2 separate regions of the Oryzias latipes genome follow, and region 1 is linked to region 2. The links are chromatin contacts, called in public Hi-C maps. All regions are on one chromosome and are shown on one strand. Each heading gives the region's core, a stretch centred on a gene start, on an enhancer-like site or on the middle of the called end of the contact. The rest is flanking DNA. Distances are from core to core; before and after follow the strand shown.

Evidence for each region. A called contact is a pair of places that touch in the nucleus more often than the background predicts.
Region 1: a Hi-C map of embryo shows a contact between it and region 2, with 1.8 times the contacts expected there. The contact joins the enhancer-like site here to the promoter of LOC101161933 in region 2. A contact is called at or near these places in 4 of 5 Hi-C or Micro-C datasets (embryo and fibroblasts).

What each region holds. Positions count from the first base shown.
Region 1 is chr23:7,035,653-7,039,830 of ASM223467v1, forward strand. No RefSeq gene overlaps it. Among protein-coding and RNA genes, the nearest start is that of LOC111946918, 34 kb to the left of the region's middle. Within about 2 kb of position 2,744, at least 2 of the 8 cell types and tissues checked have an H3K27ac peak or open chromatin away from gene starts, as enhancers often do. A contact at or near this core is called in embryo, where this site is marked.
Region 2 is chr23:6,986,231-6,990,603 of ASM223467v1, forward strand. LOC101161933 (protein phosphatase 1H) reads right to left here and starts at 2,053. Exons shown (of 10, transcript XM_023952281.1): 1 at 1,095-2,053. The coding sequence starts at 1,333. It overlaps il17rel (putative interleukin-17 receptor E-like), which reads left to right and starts at 876. Exons shown (of 18, transcript XM_023952280.1): 1 at 876-993.

The DNA.
Region 1 (4,178 bases), core at 1,494-3,993, 50 kb after region 2:
TTTCATCAAAAGTTGTCAATTAATTTGTAGAGGCAGCTGTCTCCTTCAGTTGAGGTAGACCCCTTCTCTGTTTCCAGTTAAAACCTTGGTCACATATTCCGAAATGTCACTACATGGCAACATTAATGCAAGTTTATGCATGTCAAATGCAAAGGCTGTTAACATGGGCCGGCTAACCGGCAATGACCAGACATCAATCTGGCAATCCTGGTCCTGCATTTGCATATGTTGCTGGACCGCTTGGACCTTCATTTCTTTTGTGCGCTGGGGCTTTGCCCTCTCAGGGTATCTTGGGAGGGATGTTATAAAAAAAAAGGATTATAGGGCGCAGTTTTAGTTATGGGTGCTTTTCCTGTATTTAACATGTACAAAAGGCGCACCGGGTTTTAAGGCATGGGCACGTTAAAACCGGTAAAGCATACATGCTAATGTGTGTTTTAAAAAAAGCAGTGGGAGCAAAACTGAGTTGGTTGTGTTATATTTTTAAAAATGTTTTCAGTCATCAATCCCCATCAAAAAATCCATCAAAGTCCTCATCTTCTGTATCTGAAATGAACAGCTGGGCTAAATTTCTATCAAACACACCGGGTTCCCTGGCATTTGCTCCGCCACCGTGGTCCTTGCCTGGATGGAAAGATGACGGCGTTTCACAAAACGAAAGCACCAAGACGGACTTCCTTGAAAATGTTCATTTCCTCTGCAAGCGTTACTGCCTTCAGTCGAATGGTGACGGTAGAGGCGCTTCTCCCAGCTGTTCTCTGATCGTTAATCCATCGCTCGAGTCGTTCTTCCAACTCAGACCTCCTCGCCTTGTTTCCGCTGCAACTCAGCTGCGTCTTCTTGACTTGTCGGAGATCGTTTTCCAGCTTCCTCCACTTGCGAACCATGGATTCATTAATCTTGAATTCTCTTGCATAGATGATAGCTTCCAGTCTAAACTTGGCTTCATAAGCGTGTTAGGCACCAGCAGCTAACCTTGAAGATTCTGCCAAAGCCTCCCCATTGCGCGGTGGCAGTTCGTGACCATAGCCTAAGTCAGAGCCGACCACCTGGCTTAACAATTTTGAACTATTTTAATAACATTAAATGCAAAATAACTATTTAGCACTGTACAGTCCAGTACATCAAATAAATTGACACAAAATTCACAAAATCTAATACCATTTGATAAAATCCACAAAAAAATGTAGCAATATAAATTTCTTAGAAATGTGATATAGTTTTCATTATGATATTTTGGATGATTTCATACGTTATCGTTCACAGCAACGTCAGTTTAAGATGCAAAAATATTGACATGAGTGGAAAAAAAGCATGTTATTTATCCACCGTCTCAAATGTGATCCACACATTCTTAACATGATGTAGCTGTATTATTAAGAATCAATTATCAGCAAATTTCTCATTCTTTCAAAACAGCAAGTACCAGTAGTCATTTTAAAAGGGAACAACAATAGTTTAGGTATTTTCAGCACAAAGTTTAGAAAATTAGCTAAATGTTTTCCTGCCAAAAGTATTTTTGCGATTTTATGGAAGCAGACATTTTCTGATGAGCAGGAAAAGCCCTTCTACTGCCTCTAGTGGATTGATAATGAAGTGCAGGACAGAAAACACAAACCAAGTTGTAAATAATGGGTTTTATAAGGAATGTTTGGATCATGCTAATGAGGTAATGTCTCAGAAATATGTGGATCAAATATTATACAATTGGTTACTGAACATTTTATTGCAATAGCATATTGTCATTTCCTCACAAAGAAAACAAATCGATGGCATGTTTTTTTCTGGTAGTCCTTCTTGATATTGAACTCTTTAAAAACAGCCATATCCTTGATTTAAGGAAAGGCGCCTGCGGCTTGGTGAAAATTTGAATGCGGGCCACATTTTGCCCAAGGCCCAGACTTTGGACATGCCTGAGTTCAGTACTGAACTCAGTACTGAAACTCACGGTTCTTGACCTTTAAATTAATCTAAACTTTTTAAAGCTCTCTCCTGCACAGGATTGGACGTGAGTCATGCATATAAATGGTCATGAAAGACTTCACTCACATTGTCAGTGACTGGTGATGTAGGACGCGAAATTCAGGAGACCAGGTTTATGGTGGAAATTTAAGACAAAACCATAAAACAAAGGGAGCAACAAAATGGGTGACAGAGCAGATGACATGAGATGAAAAAACCCAAAACTAAAACATACAGAGGATGATTAAATGTAATGAAGACAGTGGTAGATGATTGACCACTGTATTATTGACTCCTAATCTGGTTTGACTGACTCACCAGATTAAGTGTCAGTCACACGAGGAGGGAACCTGAAACCTGCTTTTAGGGTTTTCAGGGGGAAATACCCGAAACCAGAATGTGACAAGAAGACCCAAGGAAACAACAGTAGAAACAAAAAGGATAATCCTCACATTACTTCATCTGCAAAAGGGCAGATTAAAGATGCCCCAACACATGACAGTTAGGAGGAAGGGATTTGGAGGAGAGCTAGAACAAAAGAAAAACCAGATAACACTTCAGGTGCCTGCAGTCAAACAGAGAGGAAGGATGTCATGGAAAACTCCCTCCTTAGAAACAAAAGGAAGATAAGCAGCCCTCACAACTTTGCCCATGAATAGCAAACACTATTAAGGGAAAAGGAGACCCTCCTCAGGGACAAGTCACATGATTAAGGGGTAGGACTGACAACCATCGTCTGGGACAGGACATATGAAAGGGCACGGCCTTTGCAAGGATCAGGACATATAAAGAGGAGTGGCCCAGAAACCCTCCTCAAACAGGACACAGCGAGAAGAGCGGTCCTGGCAACTGTCCCCAGAGACATGACACATAAAGAGGAGGAGCCCCTGCAACCCTTCTCAGGCAGGACACATAAAGTGGAGCAGCCCCGGTGACCCCACCCATGGACACATGCAGAGGAGCGGCCCTGACAAGTCTCTGATGGGACACAGGAAGGGGAGCGACTCTCTTTAGAGGCAGAACATAGCTTGTCAAGTGTGGTTCTGGCCTTCCCCTTCAAGAACAGGTAGATACATGGATTTGTGTGACATGGCATCACTTGAAGAGAGCTGCAGGAAAACCTGCCATGGCGTGATATGGTGTGGACAATCTCCTGCTGGGTTTAGGTTGGTCAGGTCATTCTTTCAGGTGAAGGACCTAAAATGTCTGATAATATATTTCATTATGCGCACTAAAGAACATTATTTTTATAATATATTAGTTTTTTGTCTCAGCTCTTTTTCCTTCCTGGAAGTAAGACCACTTGATCTCCGAGGCACCGCCTTTTGCTCCTTGTGGGTGCCTCACATTTCATGACTTCAACCTAGAGCCGGCCTTCAACATCATGTCTGCATTTCGCCCATGAAAAATAAAAAAAAACCACAACAAAATTCAAACTCTTGAAAAGATGGATGTGCATGTTGTGGGGACTTACATAAGCGTTTAGCCGATCATTGCTAGCTCTGTGAAGAAAGTGTTTGTTAGCCTGGGGGCGGAGCTAGCAGTGCAGACTCTTACTGGAAGGGGCTGTTCTCACTATTCTAAATCAAAGTGTGAGAGAACCTGCTCACTTTGGTGGATTGGGAGGTTTTTAGAGGAATGCTCAGAGATGTGTTAATGGATCAAAATACTTCTTTAGGGTTGTTTAATGTGAAGACAGAACATTATTATACACTTCGATTTTTCATCATTTGGGTCCTTTGAATAAATTCAAACATGACAAAACCATAAAACAAAATGATAGATGGACAGATGACATGACCAGGATAACCTAAAAAACAGACACTTTAATATACTGAGGATTAACTGGAATAAAGACAGTTGCTGATACTTGACTATTATAGTAAAATGAAAAAATAATGCACTGTTTATTAGTTGCAAGTTTACTAGCAGTAAATTGTTTTTTTAATGAATGAATGATGATCAAAGAGCACTTTAAATTTCTTTGTACTATGACAAATAAAAGTATCTGTCAGTCTGTCCATCTACCCATCCATCTAAAACGTTCTCACAATTTGTCTGTCTCTGTTACAACTTGCACTCACAACCCAACCATACTGATTTTGGGATGCAGGAACAGATTCTTTGTTGCTTGATACAATGGGGTTAAATGTATTTTAAAAATACCATATTCATGTCTCATAAATATGTATATTCAATGCATCCTCAATCATCTG
Region 2 (4,373 bases), core at 803-3,302:
GGGAACATTTGACCCGCGAATGTCACTGCTGGTCCTCACAAGCGAACATTACAGGAAGATTATCAGCCTCTTTAAAGTAAGTTATTTTTGTAATTTTTGAATCGTTTTACTTTTTATAGTCTTTTTATCTATTATCAATTATTATCTATATTTTTTATTTATTACGTTTGTTGCGACGCCTTTGGAACAAGTCATCCTTGAAAAAGAGATTCTAAACTTAATGGGTTTATAATCTGGCTTAAAAATAAAACCAAAATAAGTGTACACTAGAGTTTAGATTAAACATGCCAATTTGACCCATGAACATCAGTGCAGCTCCTCACAAACTAACATTACAGGTGGTTAAAAGCTTGTTTTATGTATAAATGTATTTTTGCTCCTTGACACCCTTGGCGGTACCAAGTTGTTGCTCACAAACTAACATTAGAAGCATTAAAAGCCTGTTATGTACAATTTGTATTTTTTAAAATAGTTTTACTTCATATTTTCCTTCCCTATATGTCTAACTGTTATTGTAGTCACCCTTTGCTCAAAGTTGCCCTTGAAAACGAGATCCTGATCACAGTTAAAGAAAAATAAGTGTACTTTAAAAAAGTAAATCAACAATTATTATGTATTTTCGGGAATAACTGAAAGAAAACAAATCCAAGATTAAAGTCAGATTGCATTTTATGGACTTACTGAAAAAAGCACTGAGCTTTAATAGAAGCACTACGCATGCGTACTGTGCAGCTGTGACACAGATGGTCTTCTATGGAGCAGTAAGGAAAAACGCGGGGAGGGGGGGCAGTAAAGTTGCAGCATCTGAGGGCAAATCGATGCTTGTGGAAGCAGCTGCGTGACTTTGCGTCAGTCTGACGGTCAGCCAGACTCTAAACTGGGCGCAGTTGGTGCGTTAACTCCGTCGTTGCGCACGTGCAAGGTGCGTGAAAATCAGCTCGCGGCTCGGATAGAGTGGACGCAAGACGTCACACCAACTCAGGTGGACGACAGGTTTGTGCTGACTCAACAGCGCGTGCGCAGTTTAGATGACGACGAATAAATGAATGGAATCGCGGTTTCTCGATTGCACCGGGAGCCGCGGAGGTGCTTACTCAGCGTATCCGGTGGCCCACGGTAATCTCCTGGTCTCCTTCAGGATGAGGATGGGCCGCGCGACGTGGTCCGCGGAGCACTCGATCTCGTCCGTGGACAGTCCGAGGAAGTCCGGCCGCATGTAGGGGAATTTCAGCGGCATGTCCGCGCCGGCGTGGCCGCCGCCCCCCGCGGAGCCGCCCCCGGCCACGATGCCGCCCATGAAGCCGGCCACGGCGGTCTTGACCCGGCTCAGCATGTTGCCGCCGTTGGCGCGTCGTGGTGCGGCGTCCGCGGGCCGGTGCGCGCCGGCGCGGCTCCCTTTGCCCGGATGCCCCCCCACAACGGCCGCCGCTGATCCACTCGATGGAGAATCAGATGGAGGAGGTGAAGAAGGAGGAGAGCATCGGGTTACGCGGTGTGCAGAGCGGGAGGGCGGGCGGATGCGGCTGGAGGAGCAGGAGGAGGAGATCCTCCATGGGGAGTCATTGATGAGGAGCTCGTCACGCGGAAATACGCGCAGGATTAGCGGGTCACGTGACGCTAGAAAATAAACAAATAAATAAATGGATACGAGGGCAGGCTGCTGGATGACGCAGTTGCAACATTTATTTGATTCTATCCTTTTGTTTTGATATTCAAATCAAATATATAAAAGCCGCACTAAATCAGGCTGAAAGGCCTCGTGCTTAAGGCGGACTGACGGATCAGTTCATTCAGAGGCTGAGCAGCTTAGTGCGCTGGGCTGACGGTAAGTCAGGAAAAGCCCACCATGGATTCCCTCTGAGAAACCAAACCACAACCGAGCCTCTGTTTACTGTTTAAGTCTCAATGTAGACAAAGAAAATGAAGAAAAAGGAATCCACGAAATCCCACTGGTTGATTTAAAAAATATTTGTATGATGGAGCAGAATTTGGTCAAGTTCACCTTAATATTTTGTAATGTAACTCTGGTTATTAAGTACGGAGCCCGTTTCCTGACATTAAAAAAATAAAATATATCTCGTTCCCACAGATTAATATCTTATTCGCACGAAATACTATTCCATTCTCACAAGATACTATTGCATTCCCTCGAAATACTATTTCGTTCCCTCGAAATGATTAACTCGTGCAAACGCAACAATTAATTTGTTCAAACGCAATAATTATTCACGTCATGAGTCATTCATAAACACGGATATGCTCTCCGTCCGGCCGCAAAAGCCACTTTTAGCGGTAACTTCCGTGTCTCTGTCACCCACATTCATTCGTTCAAGAAAGGAAATAGAAAAACAAGAGTGATCAATTTATTATTGTCTCAATGAATATAAGAAAAATATAAGATTTATGATGCCTAAGCTTGGTGGTTTGCCATACGATTCACCGGACATAGCTCCGCCGCGGAGCTCTTTCCTTGTCATGCCGGCATTTGGGCAGCTGGCTGGCCAGTAGACTGACAGCCAGCTGATATTGTAGTTTAGGGGGGAATATAGGAATAATAATATTCTGGACTTGCCCTTTATTAACACACTCTTTAGCAGTGGCTTTACATTTGAAGGCTAGCGGGCTACATGCTACTAACTAGCCCAGGGGTCGGGAACCTATGGCTCGCGTGATGGTCACGTGTGGCTCACAGAAAAATCTTTAATTCTTTAATTATACTTTTTTTTTCCCATTAGACCAGTCCATCTCGGGTGCGATGCGATGCGCAGTGGTAGCGGTGCTTGGAGAAAAAAAATCTACAACGCATGTCAGTTTACTATGATCTATAATTTCACAGAGTTTACAACAGCCTGAAACTTGCGAACCGCCGTCCCTTCAACTGCGCGCTCCCGTCTCTGAGAAAGTGCCCACGGTTGCAGCGGGATGTGTGAGGAAGAAAGGGGGGGTTTGTGGGCGCGGGCTGCAAGGTGAATCCCACAGGGATTGTCAAAACTTAAAACACGCTGCTGTCACATACTGCAGCGTGTGAGTATATGTTTGGCTCCACGTCTGCATGTGAGCAGTCTTTCTCACATCTGAAGAACATTCAGACCAGCCTACAATCACGTTTAACAGATGGAAGTCTCAACGCCTGCATGAAGCTGAAACTCACCACGTATCAACCAGACTAGTCCCTCAGCAAAACCATGCAGCACCAGAAGAAATACTCATCATTTATTAGCAACAGCATAACAATGTTGTTCAAAAGAATCCACAGACTTATTGTACTTAAAAAGTGTTGAAATTACATCAAATGCACACATTCACTCGTATATTTAGTTTTAAACATATTGTTGTGGACTGAGTTGGACTGGGGGGCTGTTGTTGGGTCGCGTTCTAAATTTTGGAGTTCATTGAACGCATCAAGCAGAGCTGCTGATTGGCCCTCAGTTCTGTCGCTTAGCCTGTTGTTAGGTAGTTTGGACCAATGGGGTTCAGCCATGGGCCGAATAAGGAAATAGGAGAGCTGATGCGGCAGTGAGCGAATAAGGAGTTGGGTGAAGCGCCCTCGTCTCAGCGGGGGAGAGACTGAGGAGTTGCTGAATTAATTGTACGGTGTTGGTTACGGTCTGCAGTAACCAGAATAAAGAACCTTAAAAGAGGTTAAGTCTCCGTGCCTCAGTTTGGGAAAGGGACACAACATTATTGTATGGCTCTTTCGAAATTACATTTAAAAATATGTGGCGTTTATGGCTCTCTCGGCCAAAAAGGTTCCCGACCCCAGAACTAGCCGATCATTTCTCCTGTTATTCCCGTCATAGATTTACAGCAGATAACCTCACATTTCTGTCTGTGTGTGTCTCATTACATTGCATTGAAGACACAGAGGATGTTTAGAGATCAGATTTATTTATTTTAAAAAGCACAAAAGCACGGTAATCACGTTCATTCACATGATCCTGCACTCTCTGTCCATCTTGCTGCAAAAGCCGCTTTCTGCCGCTACTTCCGTGTCTCTGTGAGCATTCAATAGTGGTAAAATAAAAGCAAGAATGATCGATCTATTATTGTCTCGATGAAAATCAGAAAAATACCATAAGATAAACCTGGCTGCTTCACACATTTCATGCATCACCATGTCCCTGTAAGGTGTAACAACAAGACCAATGATTGGCTGATCGAAATGCGGTTGGGTAAGCGTGATGCATGATGGGACATTGGTCACAGCCATGTTTGTAATGCTAGGAGCTAAAAGCTACGTCCGGTAGGCGAAGTGTTATCTCAGTTTTGAGTTAATTGAGTGAATGCAGAATGATAATCTAATTTTTGGAGACATTGAACTTTCCTGTAATCATTGCAATGGCCAGAAAAACAATCTGGAAATATTCTAATAC